Linked DNA regions of Ovis canadensis: region 1 is linked to region 2. Evidence: chromatin contacts called from public Hi-C data. All regions are on one chromosome and are shown on one strand. Each heading gives the region's core, a stretch centred on a gene start, on an enhancer-like site or on the middle of the called end of the contact. The rest is flanking DNA. Distances are from core to core; before and after follow the strand shown. Region 1 holds the start of PHLDB3 (pleckstrin homology like domain family B member 3). Region 2 holds the start of TRNAE-UUC (transfer RNA glutamic acid (anticodon UUC)).

The links. Hi-C and Micro-C count contacts between places; a contact is called where the count stands out from the background.
Region 1: a Hi-C map of fibroblasts shows a contact between it and region 2, with 4 times the contacts expected there. The contact joins the promoter of PHLDB3 here to the enhancer-like site in region 2. A contact is called at or near these places in 2 of 2 Hi-C or Micro-C datasets (fibroblasts and lung).

What each region holds. Positions count from the first base shown.
Region 1 is chr14:64,777,484-64,784,123 of ARS-UI_OviCan_v2, reverse strand. PHLDB3 (pleckstrin homology like domain family B member 3) reads left to right here and starts at 2,177. Exons shown (of 17, transcript XM_069549140.1): 1 at 2,177-2,262; 2 at 2,512-2,578; 3 at 2,671-2,708; 4 at 3,132-3,398; 5 at 4,055-4,237; 6 at 4,483-4,620. The coding sequence starts at 3,165. ETHE1 (ETHE1 persulfide dioxygenase) reads left to right here. Exons shown (of 7, transcript XM_069550957.1): 5 at 316-405; 6 at 790-906; 7 at 1,112-1,313. The coding sequence ends at 1,164.
Region 2 is chr14:64,709,670-64,716,367 of ARS-UI_OviCan_v2, reverse strand. It overlaps TRNAE-UUC (transfer RNA glutamic acid (anticodon UUC)), which reads left to right and starts at 6,301; the gene lies at 6,301-6,373. Within about 2 kb of position 1,652, the one cell type or tissue checked has open chromatin away from gene starts, as enhancers often do. A contact at or near this core is called in fibroblasts, where this site is marked.

The DNA of each region.
Region 1 (6,640 bases), core at 928-3,427, 67 kb before region 2:
CTAGTCCACTTTCCCTGCCCAGAATCCTTCCTTAGCACCCCCAGAGCGAGGGGACTTGGTGCTTCAGGGTCCTATCCCAACCTTCTTTACAGTCCTGCTGAATTCTTACCATTCCCCAAGTCTTTGCATGTGCTGTTCCACTTACCTAGAATTCCCTTCCCTCTCCTTCTCTACCCAAAGGGCTACTGGCAGAAAATGAGGGAGAAGGTTTAGCTACAGTGATTTTTATCCTCCTGTCTTTTTCCTGAAGGGAAGCAGTTTGGGAGCTTCTCTCAACCTGTTGTTCCACTGACCTCTGAACTTTTCCTTCCCCAGGCTGTGCTAAGACCTTGTACCACTCAGTTCATGAAAAGATCTTCACTCTTCCAGGAAACTGTCTGATCTACCCTGCTCATGATTACCACGGTGAGGGCTTCCTGGAGGAGTTGTGGGATTTACATAATTTAGCTTTTGAGAGGGAGCACTGAACTGCTGTCATCCTCGTGTGGCTCTTGGACTACAAGTCCCAGGAATTCCTCTGGCCAAAAAGATCAAGTGCTGAGGTATACAGAGGGTAGATGTAGAAAATATAATGCCTGGAATTCCGGAAGGCATAGGCTTTCCTGGGACTTCCTTATAGACCTTAAGGAACTGGGAAACTACATTTCCCATAGTGCCTATTGGTTAGGGGGAAAGCAATCTGTTAGTCCTGGGCCAGAAATGTACCCTGAGGCCTCCTGGGAAATGTAGTTCTGGGAGGCCAGAAGCACTGGACAATTTGACATTCCTCCCCACTCCCTTGGCCATTAGGGCTTACAGTGTCCACTGTGGAGGAGGAACGGACGCTGAACCCTCGGCTCACCCTCAGCTGTGAGGAGTTTGTCAAGGTCATGAACAAACTGAACCTGCCTAAACCTCAGCAGATAGGTGAGTGGCTGAGGATCTGGACTCCTGGATCTGAGGGAAGGAGCTGGGGGTCTGGACACCTGGGTCTGAGGGAGGAGGTGCTGAGGGTCTGGACTTTTCTCAAAGAAGAAGAACTATTGGGATGTCTGGGTCCCCAGTGGGGCAGAGGGGAAGACAGATGGTCTGCTTGGGCCCCTTTGTTTCACTCTTAGCTTCTTCGTTTCAGACTTTGCTGTTCCAGCTAACATGCGCTGTGGGATCCAGACACCCCCTTCCTGACCGACCCTGCCTCTCAGGCCACAGCTTACATCCGTTAAGAATGCACTAGGTGGGGTGAGGGGAGCCGTGCCATCACTGGGGCCTCTCTCCTCTTCCCCTCCCTTACTAGCCCCCTCAAGCTTCTTAAATAAAAATCTTTTTTCTCTGAATCTGACTTCTGTTTTCTGGGGGAACCAGTGAGTTTCTGGGCTGAGGTATCTGCGGTTAGTTCTGGTCCCTGGAGAGGTCAGGGAGCAAGGCAGGATAAAGGTCCTGGGAGCCTGGAAGGAGGAGATTTTTGTAACTCATAAGAGAGAAGCAAACAAATATGTGGGGCAGGGTTTCTCAGCTCCTTGGATTAGAACAGTCTTGAATTTAAACCACTTGCCCTGTGAGACCCAGAATAAAGTGCTTCAATTCTCCCAGCCTCAGTTTCTTCATCTGTAAAATGGGAATAATAGAAATAATAATGGGGTATTGTGATGATCCAATGAGTTCATATACATGAAGTGCTTGGCACACTGCCTACACTGCAGATTTCCTATCAGTGTTAGCTATTATTGTTACTATCTTTTCGAATGATCTCTCAGGGACTTCCTGGCTTGAATGACAATAAGCCTAATGGTAAAGACTATGGATTTTCCAGAGAACAGATATGTTGCTCACATTAACAACATGTGTAGACTCTGGGTATGCTTGCCCCCCTCAGCCTCAGTTTCCTGACTATAAAATGGAGATAGTAATTTCTCTGTAAGCTGCTGTAAAGATCAAATAATTTAATGTGTATAAAATGTTTATACTTTATATAGGCAGCTCCTGACATCCAAAAATCCTTTCTCACATAGCAGTTATTTTCCTGTTTTTGCTCAGAGAGGAAAGGGTCTGGCTGAGACCTTTAACCTCTGCCCTCCACCCATAGCAAGGTGGGGGGGCCACACTTCCCGCTGTCTCTGGGCGGGCCTCTGACTCAGCTCAGGGCACCCCCTCCTCTTGTCCAGCTCCCCAAACCGGTTGGGGCCCTTCTAAAGTGCTCATTAGAGGGGAGAGGCCCCTACCTCCATTCCCCTCTTCCTCTCAGGATTCTCAGAGTCTGGGCATTAGGGAGGCGCTTTTACACAGGTGACCAAGGCGCCTGGCCCCCCGGGGGCAGGACTGGGGGCGCTGGAGGCAGAGCCGGGGGGGTCGTCATGCTGGGTTTCCCTAGGGTGGGGCCGGTGGGGCCAGGATGGCTCGATGCCGCGGCTGCGGGCGGGGCAAGCTGGTCGCTCCCTCCTCCCTCGAGAGCTGTTGGACCTGTTGTCCCCCACTCCACTTCCGGGCTGCTGGGGAGGGGGACCGAGCAGCCTGTCTCTCCTCCCTCTTCCCCAGCGACCTGTCCAGCGGGCAGAAACTGCTGCGCCGGAGCGCAGAACGGAGCGCGCCGAAGCCTGAGCCGGTGAGGGGGCCGGGGCTGTGGGGGTCGCGGGGGCTGGAGTTCTGGAATCTCGCTCTCGAGGAGCCGAGGACTCAAGGCTCCTGGTTTGTCAGGAGAGGGAGACCAGGAGACCCGACTCTCCGATCCCTGGGTGAGGCTGCAGGGGCACGGCTCCCTTACACAGCGGGGTCAGAGCTGAGACTACGGGGCTCCAGAGAGGACAGAGCGGAACCCAGCTCCTGAGTCCGCGAAGCAGATGGTGATGGGGTCGCTCTAAAGTGGTCCAAGGGGATAGTTGGGGGCGGGTGGCAAAGTACAAGGCTCGACACCTGGATAGCAGGGAGGCGCCGGTAGGGGGCGTACTACGACCCGGACTCAAATTCCGGTCCCGCCTCTTGGGGCGTGACGCCCCAGGAGCCACGAACCCCGCCCCTAGAAGCTCCAGGCCCCGCCTCTGGAATGCTCAGTCCCATCCTTTGAACTCTCAGGCCCCGCCTCTGGAGCGCTCTCCGGAGCTTTCGGGCGGGAAGCGCCGGCCCCCTGGGCCACGCCCCCAACTCCTCCGTAACCCCAGGCCCCGCCCACCCGACGGGAATTCTCAGCGGCCATGGGGACGCGGAGCAGCCCGGACCTGGAGACCCCGCCGGCGGCGGTCCCGGAGTGCGACACAGAGGTCCGATCTCAAGGGGCCTCCAAGCCCCGGGGGCACCCCAAAGACTCCCGCGAGCGGGAGGCGCCCGAGGCCCCGGCAGAGCTTCCGAGCGGCCAAGGAGCTGAGCAGCAGGCGAAGGAAGAGGAAGAAGTGGGAGAAGGCAGCAGCACCGAAAGCAGCCACGATGCGGTGAGGGACCCGGGGGGCGAGAGTCACTGGGTGGGGGGGACCCAGAGGAGCAGACCCAAGCGGGCGACAGAGACACAGAGAGCCAGGTATAGGGAGACCAGATAGAGACCGAGAGACGGGGACACTGGGAGACAAAGATCCAAAGGGGTCAAGGGACACTGCGAGAGCAGGGACAAGAGACTCAGAGGGTTGAGGATAGGCACAGACAGAAACCCAGAAACAGTGATGCTCAGAGAAGCAGAAAGAGAGACAGAGAAACCTTGAGGCAGGGAGATACTCCGAGGGAGAAAGAAACATAGCGATTCAGAGACAGAAGACATACTGAGTCAGGCAGATGAAGCCCAGAGAAAAGGGGGAAAGGCTCAGAGACCCGGGGAGAGAGAAAGAGATGCAGAACCTTCGAAGACGTGAGGCCAAGACAATGGGAAACAGCATCCTTGAGTCAGCGTTGTGCCCCCTCCCCGGACTGCGAGTCCCTGAGCCACCTCCTGGGGCCGAGCAGTCATCGGACCTGCACCCTCCCCGCCTCGGATAAAAGAGCTTGGTGGCTGAGGGTCGCTAACTCAGACTCCCACCCCCACCCCCCGCCCCAGAGACCTATTTAGTGACGGCAGGGGGCGAGTCCTCCCCAGCTGACTAGCCCTCTTCAACCTCAGGCGGAGGCTCCGTCTCCAGTGCAGACCCCGGCCAAGCCCCCCGCACCAGCTCTGTCCGGAGAAGGGGTGCGAGGGGCGGCGCGGCGGCTTCGCGCGCAGCAGCTGGAGGCCCTGACTCGCGTGGCTTTAATGGAGCAGCGAGTGAAAGAGCTACAGCGTCAGAGGAAGGAACTGAGGATCGAGGTGAGGCTGCAGACCCCTTGGGAAGTCTGGCCCCAACTCGTGGGGAGCCCCGTCAGGCCAGGACCCCAGTCCTTTACACCCATGGGAGCCGAGTCTCAGGCCTCCTGCTCCATGCTCTCTTCGAATCCAGGAGTTCGGATTCCCAGCTCCTTCGATCAGACCCAAGCAGGCGTCCGCGCGCCACCACCCCTTCCTTGCTCTCAGTCCCAGGCCTCTGGGTCCCAGCTCTTGCCTTCTCTCTGCAGATGGAGGTGGAGGTGGCCCTGCTGCGGGGTGAGCTGGCTGGGGAGCGAGTGGCCGCTCGGCGGGAGGAGGAGCAGCTTCGCGAGCTGCTAGGGCAGCAGGTGGACTCAGAGAAGGGCGGCCAGGAGCAGCGGGAACAGGTGTGTTTGCCCTGCCGGACCTTCATCGTCGGTTCTCTTCCTTGTTGGACAGACATTCCTGTGGCAATCCTGGGACCTGGGGCCCGGGTTGCACCCCCTGTTGCCCAAGCCATGATACTGGGGCTGGGGGTGGGCAGCGGCGGGGACCTATGCCTGTCTGTTTCCCTCCTCCCTCTCTCCTGTATGACTTAGGGGCCTGACTCACTGGGGCGTGTTCCCTTGCCCCATTTCTCTGTGCTCTCTAAATGTTGTTTTGTGAAAAATGTCAAACCAACAAAAAATAGACTGTTGCCATGTGGTGTACTCCCCAGTTCAGCTGCGATGAATCCTCCGTTCCTGTTTCATGTCCTCTAGTTGGCTTCCCTGTCCCTAGATTTGAAATCCAGTACCAGACATCATGTTGACAGTGAATACTTCAGTTTTTTAAGAGCTCTTTTAAGAAAACATCACCCCTATGTCATTATCACATCTGAAGAATTACTATCTCATCTCCAGTCCGTTTCCATGGGTCCCAGACTGTCTCAAAAACAATGGCTAACAGTTGGCTGTTTGAATCGGGTTATCGTAATGGGTTGCAATGTCTTGCCTGTGTTGTTTCTCCTCTAATGGTCCCTGCCTACTGTTTTTTTCCCCTGAACTCTTTGTTGAAGAAACCAAGTCCTCTGTCCCATGGTCAGTATGTGACCAGTTGGACGCCGGGGGTGTCCTTTATCTCGTTTCGCTTCCTGGAAGCAGGTGGTTGATTAAATGTATAAGATGGATCAGATTCGGATGTGCTGTGGTGCATTTGGGGCACTGGGCCTGGGGGATGTTCTCTCTGATTCTCCAGACCTCAGTGAGGTCACTCTGATCCCTTCCTAATAGTTACTTACCTAAAGGCTTTAACATCCATTGTTGGTCATTGCTTGATGGGAGAGTGCTGCCCGTTGGAAAATGGTAACTTTGTAATTCTATCAGTCTCTCTCTTTGCCCTTATCTTACATATTGGAATTTCCTGGGGTTGGATCCTGAGTCTTCAGTTACCTCAAAGAGCCTGTATTTCTCCCAGCCCTGATTTCCCTCTCAAAATCTAGACCTATGTGTCCTGATTTCTAGGATATTGGTTCCTAGATGCTCCTTCTTCCCCTAGGACCTGGGTTTCCAGACCCCAGCCCCTCCTGCCTTAGATACAAGAATCCAGGTCCCCAGCCCCTCCTGCCTTGGATCCAGGAATCCAGGTCCCAAGCCCCTCCTGCCTTGGATCCAGGAATCCAGGTCCCAAGCCCCTCCTGCCTTGGATCCAGGAGTCCAGACCCCCAGTCCCTCCTCCCTCAGACCTAGGAATCCAGGTCCCCAGCCCCTCCTGCCTTAGATCCAGGAGTCTGGCCCCTTCTCATTCACCATATCCCGTGCTGACCTCAGCAACTCCCTTTTCCACACCATCCCCGTCTCACTGTCCCTTTGGTCACCAGGCCAGAGTCCTGAGCCTCATTCTGCATGCCTCCTTATCTCTCACCCTAAGCCTGTCAGTCACCATGTCCTGTTCTTTGTGCCCCCTGCATCTCTCTTGCTAGTTTATCTCCTTTATATCTGCCCTGCCTAGACCTCGGGCGAGGTCACATTCTTTTTTTAAATTTTCATTAGTTACTGATTTTTGGCTGGACTCAGTCTTCGTTGCTGCGTGCAGGCTTCCTCTAGTTGCAGTGGGCGGGGGCTGCTCTCTGGTTGTAGTGCTGGGGCTTCTTGTTGCTGTGGCTTCTCTTGTCACGGTACTTGGGCTCCAGAGTTCAGGCTTCAGTAGTTGGCCTGCGGCATGTGGGATCTCCCCAGACCAGGGATTGAACCCATGTCCCCTGCGTTGGCAGGTGGATTCTTAACCACTGGCCCACCAGGGAAGTCTAAGGTCTCATTCTTGTTGCCCGGAGGACTCAGGAAGAAGCTGGTCTCAACCCCTCGAACCTATCTCCCAGAGGGATGGTTCCACACCCAGATCCTACTCCAGCCTTTCAATCTTGCCGTGACTCCCCACTGACCCGGATAC
Region 2 (6,698 bases), core at 403-2,902:
CTTTAAAGGACAGGTAGTCAAGGCCTGAGAGAATCCCCCTTGTTCTGGGAAAAGGGTGCATCTCTGTGAGGGAGGGAGCCTGGCCAAGGAGGCCTGGTAAATAGGTCAGGACCCATTTGGGAAAGTACTCTGGCTTTGGCACTTTTTCTTGTAGCTTAGTTTGGACCTGCAGATTTCCCATACCATTTAGCTTCTGCGGTAGCAATGCTGTGTAACAAACCAGCCCTGACCCTCAGTAACATTCATTTAGCTCACAAGTTTGTGGTGCCTGGGCAATTTAGGCTGAGCTTGGCTGAATGGTTTTCCTGGGCTCAGCTGTGCTTACCCACAAGTCTGGGGCAGGGTAGGGGGTGGTGGTGGGGTGTCAGCTGTTGGGTGATCTAGCCTGGTCTCATCGCAACAAAAGTACAGGTTGAAATGGGTGGGGGCCCCTCAATTAAGACTTAGGCTGGGGATTGGCGCTCTGTCACTTCCAACTCATTCTGCTGGTGAAAGCAGGTCCCACAGGCAACCCAGAGTCATGTAACTACAAAGTTACATGGTAAAGAGCGTGAATACAGGGAGGGGTGAGGAATCGGGGGCCAAAATTATCATCAGCTCAGAGATCTTGGGCTCTGCTCCCCAGCAGGAGACATCAGAGCTTGTCTCTGAGAGGACCCCAGAGAGCTCCCAGGTCATGGCTCTTGGCAGAAAACTCTCAGGCCCAGGGTTTATGTGGGGAAAGTGAAAGTGAAGTTGCTCAGTCGTGTTCGACTCTTTGCGACCCCGTGGACTGTAGCCTACCAGGCTTCTCAGTCCATGAGATTTTCCAGGCAAGAGTACTGGAGTGGGTTGCCATTAGGGAACACAATAGAGAGAATGGCAGGGGGAAGAAGCTGTTGTGTCTGTACTTCTCATTTGGGTGTGGCTGTCTAGAGGGAGCTGGCGGGAAGCTTGGAAGACATCCACGTTTGCTGGCTGTTGAAGAGTGAATGCCTTATTTGATCATATCATTGCATTATCTGTTTTCTAAAAATATTTATTTATTTACTTATTTTTCTTTGGCTGCCTGAGCAATCTTTTATCGTGGCATTCGAATTCTTAGTTGCAGCATGTGGGATCTAGTTCCCTGACCAGGGATCGAACCTGAGTCTTAGCCACTGGCCCACCAGGGAGGTCCCTGCATTATCTGATTTGAGGTTTTTAATCTAAATATATTAATTTAGATCTATTTATCATTCAGTTATACATGGGCTATGTTTTTCTGAATTTTTGTCTTTAGCTCAATGAAGCCTTGCTTTGTAAATAAAGGTGCAGTTGAGGGATTCATGCATCCTAAGATCTTTGGAGTCATTTCGAAATCTTTCCTCCTAGTTCTTGTGTAAGCTTTGAGCCCTGCAAACCCGCATTCCTTCTTGTGTGCCCTGCGGAAGCCACTTAATCATCCCAGCAGTTCCCTATAGCCAGATTATGATTACCTCCATTTGACGAGCGAAGAAAATTGAGTGGTTTCCACAAGTAAGTTTCCCAGAACTTTTGCTGCTTGTAAAAATGATTGGATCCAGATGATTCTAGAACTTCCCTGGGTATTTTTTTTTTTTTTTAAGCGAGGCTTACTGGGCTGTCACCCTCAGAATGGAGACAGCTGTCTGGGCACAGAGGCCTGACCGGGACGCAGGCACGCTCCCATCTCTCTGGCAACACAGCATGCGGAACGGAGGGGCTGGTCTCTGCAGCTGTCATTCTTACAGGAACTGCGGGTGTGGGTTTTTCCTGACTCTTGATCTGGAGTAGCCTCCCTATTCTCAGGGCTCATAGGCTTTGAGAAAGTCAAGTCTGGAATAACAGCAATCCTTTTACAGCTAATCTGGCAAGCCCAAGCCCATTCTTTCACATTTGGAAGCTGTATCATTCATTTGGCTTTTCCAAGTGGCCCTAGTGGTAAAGAAGCCGGCTGTCAATGCAGGAGACATGAGACTTGGTTTGATCTCTGGGTCAGGAAGATCCCCTGGAGGAGGGCATGGCAACCCACACCACTATTCTGGCCTAGAGAATCCCATGGACAGAGAAGCCTGGCAGGCTGCAGTTCAGAGGGTCGCAAAGAGTCGGACAGGACTGAAGCAACTTAGCACACAGCAGCATCATGCATTTGGAGTATTAATTATTTTCCCTATGTGTAACCAATCAGAGCTCAAATTTCTTGATCCTTATCTCAAAGCAGTAGGAGGTACAGGGGAGGTGCCAGCCACGCAGAGATATTATTCTGGCCCAGGGCAAAGGATCTGGGTTCAGTGTTGGGCTCTTGTAATACTGATGATGTTCCAGGCTCTTCCCACTCCTATCACTGCACCCAGCTTGGAGCTGGAAGGACATTATCAGCCCACACCCTGGCACCCTCAGCCTGTGCCCACCAACCTCCCGGGAAGGCTGCCCAGGTGCAGGGACAGCCCAACGATTAGAAAGTGCTTCCAGACAGAGTCTTGAGCTAGGTTGAGTTCTGAGAGTCCCATATGTCCAATTTTTGACAACTGCAAATATTGCTGCCAGGAACATTCTTGTCTGAGTCCTTTGGTGGACATACCTATGCCCTCCTATTCAGTATGTAGGCAGGGCTGCAAGTGCAGGGTTAAAAGAGATATATATATATATATATATATATAATATATGTTTAGCAGAATACTGAGAAACAGTTTTCTCAAGTAGTTGTATACACTTGCTGAATTTTGAACCAGGGGATCGTATTGCCTGTTTAAAAAAAAAATTTAGACGTACAGCTACAAACACCACCAAATTGCCCAGACATTACTTACATTGAGTGTATTAGTTTCCAATCGCTGCTATAACAGCTGACCACAATCTTAATGGCTTAGAATAACACAAGTTTATTATCTTACAGTTCTGGAGGTCAGAAATCTTGCATAGGTCTTCTTGGGCTAAAATCAAAAGCCATCTTCTTTCAAAAGAGACTTCCCTCATGGTCCAGTGGCTAAGACTTCACGCTCCCATTGCAGGGGGCCCAGGTTGTCTCTGCTCAGGGAACTAGATCCCGCATGATGCAACTAAGCGTTCGCATGCTGGAACTAAAGACCCCACAAGACCTGGTGCAGCCAAATTCATAAATATTTTTTAAAAGGAAAAAAAAAAGGAGGCTCTAAGAAAGAATCTGCTCCTTGCCTTTTCCAGTTTCCAGAGGCTGCCTGCATTCCTTGGCTCCCAGCCACATAACTCTGACTTCCGCTTCTGTCCACACATCTCCTTCTCTGACTCTGACCCTCTTGCCTCCCTTGTATAAAGACCCAAGTAGTTACACTGGACCTTTCCTGATAGTTGTCAGGATAATCTTCCCATCTCAAGATGCTTGAGTTAAGCACACCTGCAAATCCCCTTTTGCCACACAGCATCACATAGTCACAGGTCCTAGGGATTAGGATGTGGAAATTCTAGGGGGGGCATTATTCTATCTCCCGGGCTTCCCAGGTGGCACTAGTGGTAAAGAATCCACCTGCTTAATTCAGGAGACAAAAGAGGCACGGGCTCAATCCCTGAGTCGGGAAGATCCATGGAGGAGGAAATGGTAACCCGCTCCAGTATTTCTGCCTGGAGAACCCCATGGACAGAGGAGCCTGGGGGCTACAGTCCACCGGGTCACACAGAGTCGGACACGACTGAAGCAGTTGAGCACGTGCGTACACATTCTGTCTCCCACACCGAGCCACAGTTTCGGTACCAACAGAAAGATTCGTGTCACCCTCTATGGGTCACAGATCTGAATCAGCACTGGCTGTGGTGGCTGTGAGTGGGCCATCAGGCTCTGACAAAAGAACACAGAACCCAAAATGACATCTCCTGCTTGGCAAGGCTCTCCATACCCAATTGGTCCCTGCAGAAGTGGGTGGCCAGGTCTTCCCCTATTCATTACTGAGATTTCATCTCAATATTATTCTGATAATGACTTTGAGCTCTTCTTTTTTTTTGCCATGCTGCCCAGCTTATGGGATCTTAGTTCTTTGACCAGGGATCAAACCTGTGCCCCCTGCAGTGGAAAGGCAGAGTCCTAACCACTGGACCATCAGGGAAGTCCCAGAGCTCTTCTTCTGTACAAGGTGATGTTCTAAGAGCTTCATGAAGACTAAGTCATTTTGCATGAACGGACAACAACAACCACACTACAAATTATGATTATTCCACTGTACAAATGAGGATACTGGGGCACAGAGAAGTTAATGAATATTTCCAAGGTCACACAGCTAGGGAGTGACAAAGCTGGGATTCAGTCCCTTGTTTTGAAAGGGCTACAATCCTCTGTAGTGAGGCCAGCATCAATGCACAGCATTTCTACCCTAGGCCTACGCTCTCCTTTCTGGAGCACACAACCTTGCACCTTGAGGAATATTTCTAAGTGAGCAATGTCATCTTCAGTTGGTTTTCCCTCCCGGAGACTTGAGTCTTGAGGGAGGAGAGAGCCACCTTGTGGTGAGACAGGGCATCTGAACCCCTGGGCCCCAATTCTCCATGCGTGCACCCCACTGGACCAGTCCTGCATTCTGCTATTTCATGCCTTGAATGCACCAACGTATTAGTTGTTTATTCTATTCATTAAAAATTTTAAAAATTTACATTTTTAATTATTGTGTAACTTAGAGCACAAAACTGAAGTGTACAGCTCGATATATGCATATACTTATAAAATGAACTGTAGCCTGCCAGGCTCCTCTGTCCATGGAATTAGTCAGGCAGGAATACTGGTAGCCATTCCCTTCTCCATGGGATCTTCCCGACCTAGGAATTGAACCTGGGTCTCCTACCTTGAAGGTAGATTCTTTACTGTCTGAGCCACCAGGGAAGCCTGGTTACATATTATATAAATATAATATATATAAAATATGTATAATACATTATATAATATATAATTATATAATATATTTAATATAATTATTTGTATATAATTATATGTTATATTTTAATATAATTGTTTTATATATAATTATATTATATAATATACAATATTACATTGTATATAATATTATATAATAATATTAATATATAATATATAAAATATAATATATTATATTTATTATATGCAATATTATTATATGTAACAGAAATGAATATATAATATGCAATATAATATGTAGATATATAATATATAATATAAATATATATCTCTATAACATTATATATATTATATATAAAATATAATTATATAACATACAATATAAAATGTATAAAATACAATAAATTAATATATAATTATATAATATATAATTTTCATTATATAATATAATATATTATTCATATAATATATTATTATATTTACATTATAATAATTTATATAATATTTAAACTGTTATTAATACAATATTATTAGTTAATAATAATTGTTAATTATTAATAATATTACTAATATAATACATTAATAATATATTAATGTTTATAATTTTATAATTTTATATTATATATTAATATAATATAACAATATATAAGAATATATTATAATTAATTATATAAAATATTATATTACATATATTACAATATATAATATATAAAGTATAATAAAATAATATGATTATATATTTATATAATATAATATTTATATAATTATATAATATAATTATAATTTATAATTATAATATTGATTTATAATATAATAATATGTTCATATATATTATATATAATATTTATATTGTATATTAATGTTATATAATATACTATAATATATTATATTATTATATATAATATTATAAGATATATTAATATACATTATATATTATACTGTATATAGTATTCGGCTTCCCTGGTGGCTCAGAGGTTAAAGTGTCTGCCTCTAATGCGGGAGACCTGGGTTTGATTCCTGGGTCAGGAAGATCCCCTGGAGAAGGAAATGGCAACCCACTCCAGTATTCTTGCCTGGAGAATCCCATGGACAGAAGAGCCTGGTGGGCTACAGTTCACAGGGTAGCAAAGAGTCGGATACTACTGAGCGACTTAACTGAGTATTACATAGTATTATATAAAAATACTATATATAGTATTATATATATATATATATATATATATGCTCATTCATGTCACCACCCCTGAGGTCCGGAGACAGAACACTCTAATCATTCCAGAAGGTTTCCTTGTGCCCTCCTCCAGTCAGTAACGCCCAGGGCTGGCTGTTAGCGTTCTATCACCGCGAGTCGATACTTGCATGAAAGGAATCTTTCAGTTATGCAGTCTTCTGTCCCTGAGGTCTTTCACTCAACATTATGTTGTAAGATTCAACCATGTTATTGCATGTAGCTGTACTGTTATTTTTTAAGTTGCTGTGAAGGGAATTCCCTGGTGGTCCAGTGGTTAGGACTCGTTGCTTTCGCTGACAGGGACCCAGGTTCAATCCCTGGTGGGGGAAATAAGATCCCCAAGCTGCGAGGTGCAGCCAAAAAATATATATATTTCGGTGAAGCATTAAGTCTATTGTTGATGGACGGCTTCCCAAGTAGCACTAGTGGTAAAGAACTTGCCTGCCAATGCAGGAGATATTAAGAGATGGGGGTGTGATCCCTGGGTTGGAAAGGTAACCTGGAGGAGAGCACGGCAACCCACTCCAGTATTCTTGCCCAGAGAATCCCATGGACAGAGGAGCCTGGAGAGCTGTCCGTAGAATCCATAGGGTCGCAGAGTTGGACGCAATTAAAGCGACTTAGCACACATGCATGCATTGTTGATGGATATTT